4 separate regions of the Sus scrofa genome follow, and all the other regions are linked to region 1. The links are chromatin contacts, called in public Hi-C and HiChIP or PLAC-seq maps. All regions are on one chromosome and are shown on one strand. The core of a region is the stretch at or near the end of the contact, and the rest is flanking DNA. Distances in the headings are between cores, read along the strand shown. Region 1 overlaps MAML2 (mastermind-like protein 2). Region 2 overlaps MAML2 (mastermind-like protein 2). Region 3 overlaps MAML2 (mastermind-like protein 2). Region 4 overlaps MAML2 (mastermind-like protein 2).

Region 1 (4,296 bases), core at 1,460-3,959:
GAACGTGACATCCCTTACAGAACTTCAGTTTTTGCATATGATGTTGCTTCGGTCCTCCTCACCTGTAAATCCCTCCTTATCCTTCGAAATCCAATAAACGTTTGTCGAATGGATGAATGATATGCTTTGTAGAGGAGAGGACTTTTCCTGAATTGATCACTTTTTCTTAGGAGTCCCTACATAGTCAGGTAATGTTACATGGGGGGGGGGCATTTACCCAGTTTTTAAGATGTATTTAGCTCTTGGTCACTTTCACAAGTCTATAAATTTCTCCAGCATAAGACCGTGTCTTTTACGTACCTTTGTATCTTTAGTGCCTAGCACAGTCAAGCATGTGATACGCCCTCGTATTTTTGTTGAATGTGAAATGCTTTATCTGAATATTTAAATAGCCTGAATTGGACCACGCTTTTATAACCCATACAAAGTCATATTGAATGAAATCAACCAACTTGATGCATTTCAGTTGAAACCTCAAAATGAGGATATGGTTTTAGCCCCAAACAGAAGTTTATTTAAAGGATGTAACCTTTTGCCCCGCACACCCAGGAATTAAACTAAAAAGAAATCTGAAAATCCATTTATAGGTAATTTCAATTTGAGGCTTATAGGTATGTAAAAAAGGTTTATTTAAGGTTTAATAGCCAAGTTTCATGTGGGTTCTTGTTTGGGAAAGAAAACTTTCACATGGCATTAATATACCGAAAGTTGTGATTTGCAAAAACATTCTCACATCCTGTCTGGGGTGAAATTTTAATTTGTCCAATGAACTTTCCACTGAAAGAGAAAATGGCAAAACTGACAAACTAATCTAGCTATACACGTTTTGTTTTGGAAACTTGCTATTCCCAAATGTTCCCTGGATTTATTTTTGAAAATTCTGTGGAAAATTCAATGAAAAATTGGTCTTTTGAGAAATACCTTGAATGATAGATTTTATATGTCGAAGGAGTATTGGATTTCTTGTTGATAGCAGTTTCATGGACTTGGATTTATTTTTTTCTGGTACTATGTATTGATTCTACAATTCAGTATGTGTGTGTTTTAATCTGACATCTGACCTTTTAAGATATACTCTGTTCCTTATGTTTCAGTTGGGTAGAACTGATGTATCAGTTTTAAAAATGTTTTGGGTATATCTTATCTCATTTGATTGACTGTATCTTCCAGATAATAGGTGTTTCTTATTGCATGGATGGATGGGTGGTTGAACGGTGTGTGTATGCACTGACAGTCCAGCTGTTGGGTACAAGTCGCAGCTTTGCTACATACTAACTCTCTGACCTATGGCAAATTAATGATCTAAATCGCTATTTCTTCATATGTGCATAATCATAGTTCTACACTGGGTTGTGGAGATTACAATAAATTATGCATGTAAAGAACTTTGTATCACAGTTGGCACATGGCGAGTGCTCAGAAATATTAGCTCTTGTTATTACTGCTATTAACATAACAATAAATGGCTTTAGCCGCATAACCCATTTATTTAAAAAATTTAAGGGTGAATCATTACAACATGTAGGAATTATGAATGTATTGATTGTAGTAGCTTTGGGGATGCCAGTAATTTCTAATCATTGTAGGTCAAATTTTTCTATCCATACGAATATGAAGGGTAAAATAACCGGAAGCTTCTTTATCTACTTTTAGAATTACGAGCATAACTTAGATATGAAAACATTCTTAATGCTTCTCCATGATACAACAGCTGGTTGTATTATGTACCATGTCTTATTAAAGCATCATCATTTTGTACAGTTTAAAATGTTTGTAAGTTCTAGGTAGGATTCTTAAAACAGATGTCTTTCCCTCTAGGATTTATATTTGAGATTCTCAAAAATAGTGATAATATTTTAAAAGATCTTTTAATAGGGTTTCGATCATTAGGCAGTACAGCCCCCAAGTTTTAACTAATCTTCACTCAGACTTCTCTAGAGGAAGGAACAAGATTTTCAGGAGAAAGAATAAGGCACTGAGATCTGCCCCAAGTCAGTTTCCCAAAGAGAAGTCCATCCATGCAGAAGGAGGGCTCTGGGACCCCTAAAGGATTTGGGTCATGCTCAGAGAAGCCTGGCTGTTCAGAAGGCACTTTAAGTTTTCCTCCTAATTTTAACATCTGGGTTTGCCTTCCTGGCGGCGTGGGGTAGACATGAGTCTAAGGCTGCTGAGAAAGGGATGTGGGCTTCTCAGGTGATGCTCTGGCAAGGCCAGAGCTGCGCGGCTGGTGTCCCGCTTGTAGTGTGGACACGCGCAGATTGTTTTGAACTTGAGCAATACCTCCTGTTTTCTTTCCACTCTATTTCTGTTTGTGCAGAGCTGGCCTTTTCTGGCAGGAAGTGCCAGCCATTTAAGGAGTGCAAGCAATTCCCGACAGCCAGCCCCTTTCCCCCCACCACCCCCACCTCCTGGCTGCTTTGCCTCCATCCCATTGGCCTGGAGGCTGGCTGGGGTTTATCCCTGCGAAGGTTCGCATTTTTAAAATGTCTTCTTTTGTCAGCTTGAGATTTTCCAGAATTTAAAAGCGGAAAGGAAGAGAGGAATACAAGGAAGCTATTAAAGATATATTAAATAAACTCTACTGGGAGCAAGTGTGTGTTTAAGAGAGAATCTGTAACTTTTGCAAGGGAAGTTTTGGTGATTGCTTATTATTTTAACAGAGAGAGAGGGAGAGGGAGGGAGGGAGGGAGTGTGTGTGTGTGTATATGTGTGTGTGTGTTTGTGTGTTTTCTCCCTGAACTGGAGAAGCAGATGTTTAAAGGAGAAGGGCAGGAAGCAGCTCTGACAAATGAAAGGATTTTTGATTGAATTCATGAGCTAAAGTTTCCTGCCAGTAATTCATTCAACCCTAGGCTACATAAAAGAAAACCCCACATAATTGAATTTTAATCGCCTAACTTTTAACATACAACCAGAACAGGCAAGTGGAGCTGCCACAGGTAAAACTGAAATAATGCTGTAAGCTGATCTTAGATGATTATTTATTGGTAGTTTAAAAAAATTATGATACCCCTTGCTTCATACCGCTCCTCCTTTGTGTGTGTGTGTACCAGAGGCTATTCCTTATTGTCGTATAAGTTAAACTCCTTCGTGCAGATTTTTTTCTTTAAGCTGTTTTGTGAGCAGGTGCAGATGGCTTTCATGAAGTGAGCCAATTGAAATGTTCTGTTACAGCCTGTAGAAACCGAGGTTTTAAAAACTGAAACAACTGTGTTCTGTGCTGTATCCATAATTCAGCTGGAAAATGTTTTCCCCATTTTATGATGAAATCTACCACTTCTGTTTCTTTCTTTTAATGAATTTGGTTTGTCTGCAGCCTTGAGGAAATCTTGTCACTAAAATCCACCCTCAATGCTCCTCCAGTATTTTTCAGCCTGATGATTTCACAACCAGGGCCGTTGCAAAATACGGGTAAATGGGCTTTTTTAAAATCCCTGGAGATTTTTAAGAACTTTTTTTTCCTATCTTTTTTTCTTCACAGAGTACTCAAGTAAACAGCTTCAGGAAGACTGAAAACATTGAGACTTTTATACCTTTTCATAAATATAATATGAAGTAAGCTACTTTTCTTCGTGAAGTCTTATAATTTTAGAACAAGCAATAGAAAGTTGGGGAGTGCATACATCCTAAAAACTCTTGGTCTGGTGCTTGCGTTGTTATTGAGTCCTCCTCAAAACAAAGAGCAAACTAACTCCTTCGGGGCACAGAAGTTTCTGTGGCCAGGGTGGTGATGAGCTGCAGCTTTCTGCTCAATCACACTCATATGGGCACCAATAGCAAGGCCATAAACCAAGGAGTCATAGCCAAAAGCCAGAAGGAGCTGCACTCTGAAGTGAACAACAAAACCCAAATATCTATGTTGTAACTGAAGCCAAACATGTCCAAAAATAGACCTAATGAACTACTTTAAACCAGCATGATACCTACATAATTTCTAAAATGATTAAACAAAGCAAACTAGAGCTTCAGAAAATTCCACAAACTTAACCTGAAACAAACCAAGTGCCCATTGGTTTGGCTCTGTGTACTGGTGTTGTTTATGGGATCCCAGCAGGAAATGAAGGGTTTGGATCTTGCTCTTATGTTGACCTTTACAACGACGACTGTCCCAAGAACTCTGACTCAGGCAGCAAACATTAAGGGGCAATACCTGTTTTATTGTCAGACAGAGATCCAGACCCCAAAGGACAGTGTTTCCCACCCTTAGCGCTAATGAGAGTGTCATCAGCATTGTTTCAAAAAGGCTTCCCAATAGATACTGGAAAGAAAAGCCATACATTTATCTCCTCAGAAGGA
Region 2 (4,482 bases), core at 1,169-3,668, 190 kb after region 1:
GTAACTATCCATAAAGCTTTGTGTATTCATTCACTTCTTGTTTCTTGTAGGGGCTGGCTCCCCTCTACCACCACCGCTTTTTTTTTTTTTTTTTTTTTTTCCTTCTAGAAGAGCAAAACCTCCCTTAGAGGAGGTTTGAGATTAGCTTTGTTTTTTTCTGAATTTGCCTTTAATACTCAGCTCTTGTTTGGTGCTGAAAGTCACTAAAGTAATAGGTTTTTAAAGAGAGCTTCTGGGTTTAATTCTGATTATGTTTCCTTTCAAATGACTGAGGTTTTCCTAGTATCCATGATGCTGCCATGGGCTTGGCAAGAAAAAACAATGACTCTTACCTCCCCAGAGGGAATTAATTGTGTATCCTTAAGTATGTTTCTAGCAGCCTTTTCTAGGTATTAAATGTAGAAGTCGATTAAGACTTCAGTGTATTAGTATCCTGTTTGTCTTGAAATGTAAATGGAATTTATGAGCGTTTTGAAGCAGATGCCATCTGCTGGATAGTTAAGATACTGTAACCAAAAACAATGTGAAGAGAAAACAAATGGAACAGTATACCTTAATGAAGAGAAAGATTGCTAATTTAAGTCAATAGTATTTCCCAAGCCCCAGGTAAAGTGCCCAATGTCCCTGATTTATTGTTTGCAGTCCAAATGTTTCCATTTATTTTCTTCCTAATCTGAATATAGATACCCCTTCCTGTTCTTGCACAGTGCTAGATCCCCTGGACTTTTCACCTAGTTTTCCAATCATAAGAACAAACGTGAAATAAGTGCTCACCTTCAGAAAAAGGATAACTTTGCAATAATGCATTTGGGAGTGCCCGAAATTAAAGCCAGAGATAATATAAGAGAAAAGGAAAAGAGAGAGAGAGATGAAATAGTGTTATGTAAGAATAAAAGGTGGTATATCAAATTAAAACCACATATAAGACATAAATATAAGCTAAACAGCTAATTCTTCCTCCAAGGGACCGTGAAAAGATCAGTCTCTACCTAACACCCCCTCGTGGCCCACACCATCCCCTCATTAGATGAGTCCATGGTAAAGCAGACACTCAATCCAACCTCTCTTAGAAATTGTAAATTACAGTCCCTTTCTGTGGAACTCCTGTTGATGCTGGCTTCCAGCCTGGGCTCCTCCTCTGATTATCTGAGCCAGTTGTTTCACCTTTTAGGGACTCAGTGTCCTCTTTTATTAAATATTACTTAGTGAATTTTACTGTCCGAGTGAGCTCTTTTTAAAATTGAGATGCAAATTAGTACTATATCCAGAAACAGCAGCCCCTCAAAATATCCCCATCTAGAGCTATAACTTCGAATCAGGACAAGTCAGAGTCCAGGAAAAGTGGAAAAAGCTCCTAGGAAGTAAGACATTTCCGAACTTCAGTCTGCATCTGGCTGGAAGCCCTCTGTGGAGTTTTCAAGGAGAGACCCCTACATGGCTCTAAGATGGTTCTTTTTTCTCCCTCCTAATAGAGCATAAAGCAGTAAAAGCGATGCCATACCTCTCTCACATGAAGCGCTCTCAATACGAGGGCGCCCACGTGGTCGGCTTCAGGTCTGAGCCACAGATCCACATATATGGCTAAAGGGAGGGAAGGAGCAGACAAAATACCAAAGCGATGAAGAGAGAAAGAAAAGATGTTCTGCGAACATCTTCATTGTTTGCCCACATGACTGCCTGGTATGTTAATGTCTCGCATCAGCCTCTGCTAATGAGGATGCTGCCCTTACTTCCCTTGCAGTTTATAAATGGAGTGGCATTATGTAATCACCCTAATGAGGTAATAGAAACATAAGTACACAGGAAAATTTGATAGGGTTTCTCCTAATTCGCCCTCTGCTGTGTCGGTCACCCCCCATCCCATTAACCCTCCCTCTCCCCTCCGCCCTCCCCCCCTCCAACTGGCTGAATCTCTGGTCCCAGAGGACATATTGTTGGCTATTATTTATAAGAAGTCTCTCTCCTCTTGGCAGGATATAGAACAGCTGCTGGTCTATTCTCTGCCACAGAGACCAACTTCCCTCTTTTGCCCTGGATGATTGGAAGAAAGTCGGGGAGAAAAGCAATTTATAGTTGTGTTACAGCACCTCTATTTTCTTTTATGTTTATTTATATTGCTTCCATTTCTGCCTGGGATTTCTGAGATAATCAGGATCACTCTGCTACAGAATTCTCATTTGGGGAGGCTCTGGTGGCAGTTGATGGCATTTTTCTTCATTGAGTCAGACATTTTAGAACTCTGGGCTAGAGGAAACTGAGCATTTCTACTGCGAGAGTTTGAGAATCAATGTGGTGGGGTTTTGTTCTTGTTTTTGTTTTTTTCTGAGAAACTGATGGCTGTGTTTGATGTTACATGAACCATAAATGACTCTGAATTCCTCAAGGGAAGGCACCTTGTCTTTGTCAACTTGCCGCCCACGGGGTATAGCACAGTACCTGCTTGGTAAATGTTTGCTGAATGAACTGAGTGGGGTTCGGGTTTGTCCGTCCTTTGATGTCCACGTCTCCGACAGACCAGCCCCTAAGCCTCAGCCCGGACTTCCAGGCCAGACAAGCCCATGACCCAACGTGGGCCTTTTCCTGAGATCTTTTGTCCCGCATTATTTTTGGCTCTGGGACTCATCCTGGTCAAAGAAGCACAAGAGCTCAAGATTTCAAAATCTAGGCTAGGTCCTGAATCTTCAGAGAGACCTGAGCCTCTCTGGAAGTGGAATACAGGGAGAATTTCTTTGTTCTTTTAGGAGTCGAAGGAAATCCCAGAGTAGGAAACTGGCCTGGGTCCCGAGATCCAGACAGGCCAGACGCGGACAGTCCTTGGTGAACAGAAAGGAGTCACGGTCCAGCATTATGGGTTTTCCTCCTGACCAAAGGTTTGGGACTGAGCTGGGTTGGCTGCTGGTCAAGGCCATGTTTAGGGAAGTCTGGAGAAGCAGAGTGGAGTAGTTAAATCCACTCTGGTGAACAGAAAAGTATCACAGTCCAGCATTATGGTTTCTCCTCCTGACCAAAGGTTTAGGACTGAGCTGGGTTGGCTGCCGGTCAAGGCCATGTTTAGGGAAGTCTGGAGAAGCAGAGTGGAGTAGTTAAATCTGAGGTGATGGGGTGTGTCCAAGGGGAGATTGACTTCTGATTCCCTTATTTATCTCTACGTGGAAACAGCTTAGTCAGTATTAATAATAGCAAGCTTCCTCTGCAGACCAGTCAGCCCCCTTCCTGGAGGAGACTAGGAAAGCTGGAAATTGCTACGTGGCAGGTGCTCTTGGTAAGGGTTTGTGAGGCACCTTTAGATTTCCCAGCCTGTGTTCCTAAGTGTGTCAGAAGCATCCCGAAGGACCTGAAGGATCTCTTTATTGCCTCTGCTACCCCGCAGCCCACCCAGTGCGTACCTAACGAATGTTCCTGACAGACATACGGAGATTATGATTAAAAAGGATATACTAGGTGCTAAAGCCACTGAGGTGTCCGCCTTTCTGATAATTTTCAACATTTTGCAGGCAACATAGAAAGAATAATAATAGCTGTGGTTTATTGAGTGACAGGCACAGTGCTTGTCACTTCAAAGACATTATTTTGTCTCGTAATCTGGTTTCTAAAGGGAATCATTGGAGACAGAAAATGTCACAGTTCTCACTTTTGCCCAACTGTGAGCCAAGGCCTTCAGAACCGGGAGAGGAAGCTGGTTAGGTTGGCTCAGAGAGTAGCTAATGCCTTCTCTGGAGAAAGAATAAGTCTGATACACAGAGAGATCCAGGTAAATTTTTGCTTTTTTTTTTTTTGGCCCTTCACTATATCCCTGGTTATCCTGATTGCTCCTGGGTAGTTGCTTGTTAACTCGGATTTTAATTGGCAGGCTTTCAGGCATCGTAGGAGATGGGGAGCCAAGAGCGCCTTCATAGAAGATGGTTGTATGAAGCTTTTGGTGGTCAAGGCCATGTTTAGTAAAGACTGGGCAGAAGCGGATTAAATCTGAGGCACTAAGGTGTGGCAAAGAGGAGATGGGCTTCTGATTCCCTTATTTGTTTCCATGTGAAAATAGCTTAGTAAATATTAATAACAGCTAACTATTATCAAGGTGCACACCACAGTAAATGATGTACTGTTTAGGTCAGACTGCCTGAGTTCAAACTCCACACTGGAGCTATAACTTTGAGGCAACCTCTCTGTACCTCATTTTCATTGTCTGCAAAATATATAGAATATCTACTTTTTTCTTGCTAAGGATTAAATGAGAAGATGAATGTCAAGGGCTTAACATAGTATCTGGTATTTAAGAAATATTGACCACTATTATTATTATTACTAAATAATCAATATATATCTCTTAGTTCCATAAAATATGGGGGCTAGTTAAGAGAAAGGACCTTGTATATTTCTTGTATCTAGCACAATGCTTGGCACATTTGTAGACTCTGAATAAATGCTGGATCTTTGGTAGACTGGATGGGTAGATGGATGGACAAAATAATTTGAGTTTAGGAGTTC
Region 3 (4,382 bases), core at 122-2,621, 140 kb after region 1:
TGGTTTCATTAAAAAAAAAAAAAAACTTTTTTGTGGTCCTAAATCGTCACATTTCTCAGAGTCCAGACATTATGGAACAAAATTATGGAAGAACTTTTCCAGATAGATCTAATAAGCCTTCCCTGACACCTTCTCTCTCTCTCTCTCTCTCTCTCTCTCTCACACACACACACACACACACACACACAGTACATTATTCTGAAGGAGTAAACGTGGAAGTTTCTGAGAAATCCTATAGGAAGTATACCCAACTTCCTCACAGCTGCAGTGGCTTCATTCACCTAGGGCATGGAGTCAGGAGGGGCTTAGTATCGCATCCTGGCTTTGGCAGCCCTTCAGGAGGCTCAGCACCACCTGGAGTCCATCACAGAGCTTGGCATACGCCTTCACACTTGGTTTATGAGGATGGCAACGTGGTTCCGGTTTGCAGGGCTTCTCGTTCCTTGGCTTCAGGGGTCAGAAGAAAGTGATCACTCTAGTGGAACCATTAAATTACTTGTGAATTGGATATGAAAATATTTGCCACAGCCTTCTCCTGACCATTGTTTTTCTGCTCAGTAGTTAGAAGGGTCCAGCTTCCCAAGGACTGAGATCATCTAGCCAGCTACTATTTGAACATCTAGAATACGCCCAGCATTGTGGCAAGTACTGAAAGGAACTAGTCAAGTATAAGATGCAGAGCCCATGTTCAAAGGGCTTAAAAATCTAGTTGGGCAAATCTAATTGCTATATGGACAGAAAACAACAATACTTTGCAATACAGGGAAGCAATACAGAGAAGCTCAGAACTCTGCAAAGGCCAAATACGAAGTAGGAGCTTTTTGATATCTTCAGTGAAAGCCATAAAACCCCACCTCATTTGTTTGGGGGCAGGAGAGCCGGGAAAGGATTATTCTTACCTTCAAGTACTGTGATGAACCTGGATTTACTGTTTCAGGATCTCAGACATTTCACTTCAAGAATCAAATCAAGAGTCATAAATGATTGGGGGGGTGTTGATCTTTTTCTCATTTTATCTATCCTCAACCGTTTCTCTAATCATCCATGAGTAAAGTGGCCTGCGGAAAGTTTATAGATGATCTTTTGAGCATCTAAGCAGTGGTAAATTTGGTTCCCATGTTTATGTCTTATTGAGAAAGACAGAAATCTTGAGGGAGAAAAAATGTGACCTATGGAGTGAATTGTTACCTTTGTGTGGCATATTCCCTGTTTCTAGGGCAGCACTGGAGACAAAGAATGCATTTATTTTGTGCAAAGGGTTGGGGGCAGGGAAAGAAACAGAAAGCAGTGGATTGTGCAATAATGGTGTTCTCAGATCCCTCCAGGAAGTTTATGTTTCGAGTCCTTTGGAAGAGGACAGCACAGCTGTTTAAAAAGGAGAGTTTACCAGGGGACTCCAGCCCCGATGCCACTGTGTGTCAGCTTTTCCTTGTCCATAGGTTTCTTGGCACCTCCATCCGTGGCCCTTGGGGCGGGCAGGCCACTGTGTCTGGGTCCTGCTCAGGCCTACGCCTTCCCCCAGTGGAGACTGCAGGCCTCGCTCGCATAGAGTCGAGGTGTTCAAATAGCAGAGTCAGAACAAGGCCGAGAGGGAAAAGAAGCAGTCTGCTGGATCTCAGCGAAGGAAAGTATAGCGATTCCTGTGTCATTTGCAAACCAGGCTAGACTTGCTGTGCTGAAATCTTTCCCCAAAGAAGTCTTTTCCTTGGACGGCTAGAGAAGGGGATGTTAGATGCATAATCTCACAGATTAAATGTGATAATTGGGGGTGCAGGTTTGTTGAACAAAACAAAAAGTGCTTCTCAGTCCAGCCAGGTGATGGGAAAAGTGTAACTATTGAGAAGTAGCACTCATTTGAAGCCCTTATGTTTTCCCACTGGCTTAGCTGTTTCCATATTTTCTCTCCTGCCAGGGATCTTTGGATAAGGTATAGTTCAGAATCCTCTCTGCATACTCAGTGAATCTTTTTTTTTTCCTCATTTTTTTAGGGCCATACCTGCAGCATATGGAGGTTCCCAGGCCAGGGGTCGAATCGGAGCTGCAGCTGCCAGCCTATGCCACAGCCACAGCAACACGAGATCTGAACCATGTCTGCAACCAACACCGCAGCTCACAGGAACACCGGATCCTTAAACCACTGAGCAAGGTCCCGGTCGAACCTAGTCCTCTTGGATACTAGTTGGGTTTGTTACTGCTGAGCCCCAACCGGAATCCCTCTGTGAATCTTTTTGACTGACCAAGTGACCCTTTGTCCCCTCCCTTTCTTTTTTTTTTTTAAATCTTATTTTGTTTTTGGCCACCCCCAAGGCACACAGAAATTCCCAGACCAGGGATTGAATCCATACCACAGCAGTAACCAGAGCCACAGCAGTGACAACATTGGATCCTTAACCTGCTGAGCCACCGGGGAACTCTTCTTTCCTTTCTTATACTGGAGCTTCGAGGGTGATGCCCTGAGCTTTCACCGTCAACTTCCAACCAATGACATCATCACTGTCTCCACACCATCCATCCCTATGAGACCCGAATGCTGTTAACCTCGCCCTGTGCCTGCCGTACATCCTCATTCTGCTCTGCTTTTGTCTTGGCTCTCCGTGTCCACTGTGTCAAGGACAGTGTAGGCATGTGGCAAATTGAAAGCAAGCAGTGTGGTTAGTGATTAAGAGGACTTTGGAACCAGACAGACCAGGGTTGGCAGCCTGCCTCTGTATCCTTCACTATGTAATCTGAATGTTAGGAGCTGCTGTTTCTTCCCTTAGAAAATGAGGATCAGAATACATGTTCAGAGAGTTGTGACAAGATTAAGTGGGACTGTACACAACTATTGTTTTAAGAGCACTTGTCTTAAAATAAGCATTCAAGGAGTTCCCCCTGTGGCACAGTGTTAGGAATCTGACTGCAGCAGTTCGGCTTGCTCAGAGGCGTCCATTTGATCCCTACCCCTGGAACTTCCACTTGCTGTGTGTGCGGCCATCTAAAAAACAAAAACAAACAAACAAAAAGCATTCCATACATCTTAGTTCTGAGGTGAGAGCTTTTGGTGGGCCTTAGGCACTCTTCCTTTTTTTCCTCTTTTTCGGCCACACCTTTGGCATCCGGAAGTTCCCCAGACAGTGTTTAAACTTGTGTCACAGCAGTGACAACCCTGGATCCTTAATCCACTGAGCCACTAGGGAACTCCTAGGCACTTTTGCTTTTGAAAGTCCCTTCTTCCTTATAGAATTTTAAAAATTCGGCTTTATGACCATGCACGTCAGGATAAATACCATGGGAGTTCCCGTTGTGGCTCAGTGGTAAAGAACCCAATGAGTATCCATAAGGATGCAGGTTCAGTCCCTGGCCCTGCTCAGTGGGTTAAGGATCTGGCATTGCTGTGAGTTGTGGTGTAGGCTGCAGATGTGGCACAGATCTGGTGCGGCTGTGGCTGTGGTATAGGCCAGCAGCTGCAGCTCCGATTCAGCCCCTAGCCCGGAAACTTGTGTATGCTGTGGGCGCAGCCCTAAAAAGAAAAAAAAAGATAAATATTATAGATATTATAATATATAATGATAATATATAATATATATCATACATACATTTATTAATATATAATATATGTTATATATTAAAACATCTCCTCAATCTTAAAGTTCAGTTTTTCTTCCATCTCAAATTGCAACATTTTCATGGGCCCCTAAGACTCTTGTGGGCCCTGGGCACTGGCCGCCCCAGCCTAATATGTAAGTCAGGCCTGGCTGAGAAATTTGTTTTGGAGAGCCTTTCCTCTACCCTTTCAGTGGTAGTAACTGCTTTCTGGAAGTTGTTTGGCCCCTCTGGCCTTCAGGATATACACTGCCCTTACACCTTGGCTCTCCTCCATCCCACCTTCCTCAGCCCCCTGGAAGGTCTGTCCTGGGAGCTCACAACTTCCCTGGTCCAGCCGCCATCCATCTCAGTTTAAAGTCATGTCTTCATTCCTCTGTTGATTCTCTTTCCCTTAGGACTGTTCTTGGCCTGGTAAGGTGGCATCACATTTTTTTAACAAACTATTCTTCCTAGTGAGGTATTCATGACATGACTCTAGGTTCCTTCTCTACTCCTTTTAAAACATTTCCTTTTTGTCACAGAACTTTTAGAGACTCTGTACCATGCTTCAGAGCCATCTATCTGGTGGAGAAACTTTAGCAAAGAAAATACTTTAAAGTCAAGATTGAGAGTTCCTGCTGCAGCACAGCAGGATCGGCAGCATCTGGGCAGCGCCAGGATGCAGGTTTGATCCCTGGCCTGGCATAGTCAGTTAAAGGATCTGGTAGCGTAGGATGCAGCTGTGACTCGGATCTGATCCCTGGCCTGGGAACTCTGTATGCCACAGGGAGGCCAAAAAAGAAAAAACAAAGCAAAGA
Region 4 (4,651 bases), core at 435-2,934, 210 kb after region 1:
TGTATGAGTCTTGTACATGTATTCCTTGGGATAGGGCTTGTGTGCCTAGCGCGTTCTTTGGATGCAGAAAGTTCTGAGTGATTGGATATATTCAAGATTTTGTCATTTTTTTATTTTTTTAAATGTTTTTGAAGTGTAGCTGAGGTACAATGGTGCGATAATTTCTGCTCTACAGCAAAGTCATTCAGTCATACACACATCCATTCTCTTTCACATTCTTTTGCCATATAGATTATCACAGATTATCACAGAATACTAGGTAGAGGTCTCTGTGCTATACAGCAGGTCCCCATTGGCCCATCATTCCATATACCACAGTGTGTTGATTTTGTCATTTATTAATCCATTTCACACTTTCACTTAAATAAGCATTCCTAGAATGAGTTAAAGAGAATATATACCAAATGGATTATGCAAAATCTGTTACCCCACACGTACACATGGCTCTGTGGCCAAAGAAGTATAAGAAACAATGAAGATTCATAATATGTACCAACATAATATAGCTGTTGCTAAGTCTCACAGTAAAACAAAACAAAACAAAACACCTATCTAATTCATTATTTTCTAATGTGTGTTTTCCGCATGGAACACATATTAATAATGCACAAAACATTAGAATTCCATAGAATTCAGTTTGGAATATGTTGTCTCAGATTCCTTCCTTTTTATGTTAGGTACATATTTATTAAAATTCCTAATATTTACATGACTGCTTCATAATTTTACAGATAAAATATGAACACCAGCATATTGCAATATTATTCTAATTATGATAGAAGGAACATATATTTTCTTTACTGTGTTAATATAGTGCATTTTGTCACTGGCCCACCCTGACTAATTTTAATCTATATCTAATGATCTTCTTCACACTGTTAACAGCACTGTGTCTTGGGATATTTGGTCACTATCAGGATCGGGAGTTAAAATATCAAGAGACAGGTTGTGAGCCTTGAAATAAACAAGTAACAGTCAAGAAAATAGAAACAAGGCTCTGAGTGCCCAGTGAGAAAAAAAGTCCTAGATGGTAATGCATCCAAACTCCATGGATGAACCGCCTTTGAATACAACTCCCTGTAGAAGAAAACATCCAGAGAATGGCTGCCTCTGACCAGCTGTGTGTTGCTGCTCTCTCCGGTTTTGCATGTCCTCTGGGAATTGCCCTAGATGACTGGTGGCAGCCTTAAAACTCAGAACTTGTAGTATCAATCTACATTTCTTTGCTCCCTGATTGCGGACCTCTTTAAGTATTTATTGGTTTTCCATGGTCACCAACCAGCTACAGACACATGCTTCAGTAACGAGGCTGAATTTGCAAGCAGTTATCAAGTAAAGTTGTAGCCATCTTGCCCCTGTGTGCAAGTGTGTTTGTCTCATCATGCCTGCGTGTGTATATGAAAGAGAGAGGGCAAAGAGAACACCTGGACTTTTGGACAAGGTTAGCCAAAGATCTCATAGCCACCAGTCATTTTTAAAAGGAGAAAGGAGCATTTATTCTTATTTTATGGTGGGTGTGGCTTTTAGCTTTACAGGTTTAAAGGCAGCAGGGAAACTGCAAAGCCGAAGGTTTTTCTGAGGCATTCGTTGCTGTGAAGAAAAACAAGCCAAAGTTTTCCTTGTGGGCAGACACATCCCAGAATGCATCTGGGGATTGGGCAGAAAGTGAGCCTGGCAGGAGCCCAGGGCCATTGGCTCACAAGTACAGCTCAGGAACAACCTAGGCCGTGTTCTCAGACTCAGATCAGATTTCCAAGATGGATCAGGTTCAAAACTATCCACTCCATTTTCACTTATCTAAGATGGTGCTCCGTGTCTAGGGTTACAGACCTCTGAACAGGGGAATGGAAGCTAGAGGGAGAAAAGCCTTTGGCGCTTGTAACTGTCACAGAAGATGTTTCACCTTGGTTCACCAGGCAGCAGCACACCTGAGTGTTAGAAACAGACTACTCCTCCTAGAGAATTCAGGACAGTAAGCATTATTTGGAGCTAACGATTTTCAGGGTTTTTTTTTTTTTTTTTAATCGTAAGCGTCTTGACGCTAGTTATTTTTACACAATGGAACTGCTTGATTAAATCTCCAATTTTAAATAGTTGTATGATTCAACATATTTTCAAATCCTTTTTTTTAACCAAGAATTCATTTTTTATATAATTTTATATAATTTTTAAAGGTTACTTTCCATTTACCATTATTACAAAATATTGGCTATCGTCAACTCTTTGAGATCTAATCTCCCTAACCATGAGCTTATCATTTAGTATTACCTAAGGTCACCGTGCACCCCTATTTGCAATCCTGTTGTGTACACTGAACATCTTGTCTTCTATACCTGACATTTTCCTACCCTCCCCTCCAATCGTGTGATTGTGGTGGTGACCGGGCCACTCCCAGGAGCTGTGAGTCGATGGTTATTGTATGTTCTTTTTCACCATATTCCTGTACAGTGTGGTGCTAAAAACATTCAGGATGAAAGAGTGACAAGTCAATCTTAATTGTGAGAGGAAATAAAGCCCTCTAGAGTAAAGCGAAAGGGCTGGTGTGTCCACTCAAGACACACCATGTTGTTTTGATGGCCCCATACTGTAGACAGGATTATCTTAAACCCAGCTTTTTGTGATTATCTGTGTTTGAAATCACTCTAGGGGCTTAAGCCACTCATGAGATGAGGGATTTTTTTGTCACCTGCCTGCTTGACAATAGAACCGCATGTGCAGCACCTCAAAGAAATCGCTGTATTTTCCTCAAAATTCCATGTAGTTGGATATCACATTGTGGTAAAGTAAAAAAAAGGACCATACCCATTCATTACTTGTTTTCACATGTTCCATTTTCTGAAAGCCCATTGCATGCCAGGCACACTTTTAGACTTTCTCATGTTTAATCCCTGTAGTCACACTAAAAAGTATATATTGTCATTCTTAGTTCACAGATGCGGAACCCACAGACCAGAAGATTATGTATTTTGCCCAAGTCACATAGCTGAAGCTCAGGTCATCTGATTCCAAGTTTGTCTGTCTCCCTCTCATCTCTGTGTGTGAGACAGTGTTTGAATTTCAGGGAATGGAAATCTCCTCAACCTCCCTTGAATAAAAGATTTTCTGGATGGATACAGTGGAGTCTTAGAGAACCCAATGTTGGGAGGATACTAAGATTCAAGCAAAAAGAAAGTTACAGTAGCCATCTCTGTATTTCTCACTGAGATCTCATCCTCTCTCTTCATTCTTCCCTCAAGGAGGATCTTAGTTTCTTTTGCCCAATAACTTCAGCTGCAAGAGCTTTGGGTTACCAGAATGCTAGCTCTTACTCCATGTGACCTTACAGGTCCAGGAGCCAACAACTGACAGACTCAACCTGCCTGTCTTCCATAGAATCCACACTCTAAAAAAAACAGGAATTTGATTGACCTAGGCAGAGCAAACTGTTCCAAAAGAGAGTGTTACAAGAAAATAATGGGCATGCCTAAAACACATACTACTTTATTTAGATATTCCATTTCAAAATTTATAATCTGAATTACTTATATTTGGCTTCTAATAGCTTTCCTCTGGTCTAGTTTTGTTTATTTTTCGCTTGCCTCCCACTGATGATGGTCAGCCTACCTTTTCCTGACTTCTTTTGCACTCATCTTGATTGCCTCCTTACAGGCTGGCACACAGTCCTAAGATTCCAGTATTTTTTCTTTGTAGTAGTTATGCAAATGCGTTTCCTTCTTTGGTGGTTAAATTTGGACTCCACTTCCTCTAGGTATCTTTCCATATGGTACCTTTCCATACACAATGATGATAAGAGGCTGTTCTTAATTTCATTCCTTTTCCCTGTGAGGAGAGCTCGGGTCATTCAAAAAAGCAGAGGATCCTTTTGAACTTCTAAACTGAACCTCCCGTACATGCCTATAGAGTCCCTTTGTGATGCAGGGCGTATATTGAAAGCCACGTAGTTAGAATGACCAGGGTCTTGGGCAAACTAACTGGCCCTATATGATCGAACCAAAGACTTTGATCCCCTGACATGTCAACTAGACAAATATCTGACCTTAAGTTCATGATGGTTGATCTGAGGCCAGTGCTGAGAAATAGCACCAATTTTTTCCTTAGCCTATGTCTTTAAAATTTCCCATTATGCCTAAACTATTACGAATATTAAACAAAGTACTGAAAAATAATTTGGGCATAAGGAATTCCAGACAGACCTTGAAATGTTTCAGGATTTTTCTTATTACTTTTCTATTACCACAAAGCTTTTTTGCATTAAGTGGGAAGGATGTTTATAGTAAGCTGACAGAATTGCTTTTAATTAAAGGGTTTAATAAATAACAAATGTTCTTATCAAAGTTTTCAACCAGAAGAAATTACATACAAACAGACACACACAACATCAAAGTATTTGACCAACTGCCCTAGCTGGCTGCCTGTGTTGGTTCAGAAGCAACAAAAGAACAAGGAGATGGAGGTCAGAGTCTGTGCTTCTTGGATCCAGTGTGTTAGTCATCAGATACAAAGAATCTAAAACTCTGGCTTTACAAGTGTTCATTATGTTATTATACATCCTTATGAGACCTGTTCCCCTTAGGTCACTTAAAGGACTAGAGTGTTTGGGATGTTGAACCGTTTAACTGAAATTATGACAATTAAAACCTTATAAAATGCA

The links. A called contact is a pair of places that touch in the nucleus more often than the background predicts. HiChIP or PLAC-seq counts read pairs in DNA pulled down with a chosen protein or histone mark.
Region 2: an H3K27ac HiChIP or PLAC-seq map of skeletal muscle shows a contact between it and region 1, with 3 times the contacts expected there. The contact joins two enhancer-like sites. A contact is called at or near these places in 1 of 47 Hi-C or Micro-C datasets (skeletal muscle) and 2 of 2 datasets of contacts at active chromatin or transcription factors (alveolar macrophages and skeletal muscle).
Region 3: a contact with region 1 is called in a Hi-C map of liver, with 3 times the contacts expected there. The contact joins two enhancer-like sites. A contact is called at or near these places in 2 of 47 Hi-C or Micro-C datasets (epiblast stem cells and liver) and 1 of 2 datasets of contacts at active chromatin or transcription factors (alveolar macrophages).
Region 4: an H3K27ac HiChIP or PLAC-seq map of skeletal muscle shows a contact between it and region 1. The contact joins two enhancer-like sites. A contact is called at or near these places in 2 of 2 datasets of contacts at active chromatin or transcription factors (alveolar macrophages and skeletal muscle).

Annotation. Positions count from the first base shown.
Region 1 is chr9:28,270,959-28,275,254 of Sscrofa11.1, reverse strand. The region is part of intron 1 of MAML2 (mastermind-like protein 2); the gene reads left to right. Among named protein-coding and RNA genes, the nearest start is that of MAML2, 100 kb to the left of the region's middle. Within about 2 kb of position 2,709, at least 38 of the 83 cell types and tissues checked have an H3K27ac peak or open chromatin away from gene starts, as enhancers often do. A contact at or near this core is called in alveolar macrophages, liver and skeletal muscle, where this site is marked.
Region 2 is chr9:28,077,852-28,082,333 of Sscrofa11.1, reverse strand. The region is part of intron 2 of MAML2 (mastermind-like protein 2); the gene reads left to right. Among named protein-coding and RNA genes, the nearest start is that of MTMR2, 110 kb to the right of the region's middle. Within about 2 kb of position 2,418, at least 33 of the 83 cell types and tissues checked have an H3K27ac peak or open chromatin away from gene starts, as enhancers often do. A contact at or near this core is called in alveolar macrophages and skeletal muscle, where this site is marked.
Region 3 is chr9:28,125,595-28,129,976 of Sscrofa11.1, reverse strand. The region is part of intron 1 of MAML2 (mastermind-like protein 2); the gene reads left to right. Among named protein-coding and RNA genes, the nearest start is that of MTMR2, 150 kb to the right of the region's middle. Within about 2 kb of position 1,371, at least 30 of the 83 cell types and tissues checked have an H3K27ac peak or open chromatin away from gene starts, as enhancers often do. A contact at or near this core is called in alveolar macrophages and liver, where this site is marked.
Region 4 is chr9:28,058,659-28,063,309 of Sscrofa11.1, reverse strand. All of the region lies in intron 2 of MAML2 (mastermind-like protein 2), which reads left to right. Among named protein-coding and RNA genes, the nearest start is that of MTMR2, 87 kb to the right of the region's middle. Within about 2 kb of position 1,684, at least 7 of the 83 cell types and tissues checked have an H3K27ac peak or open chromatin away from gene starts, as enhancers often do. A contact at or near this core is called in skeletal muscle, where this site is marked.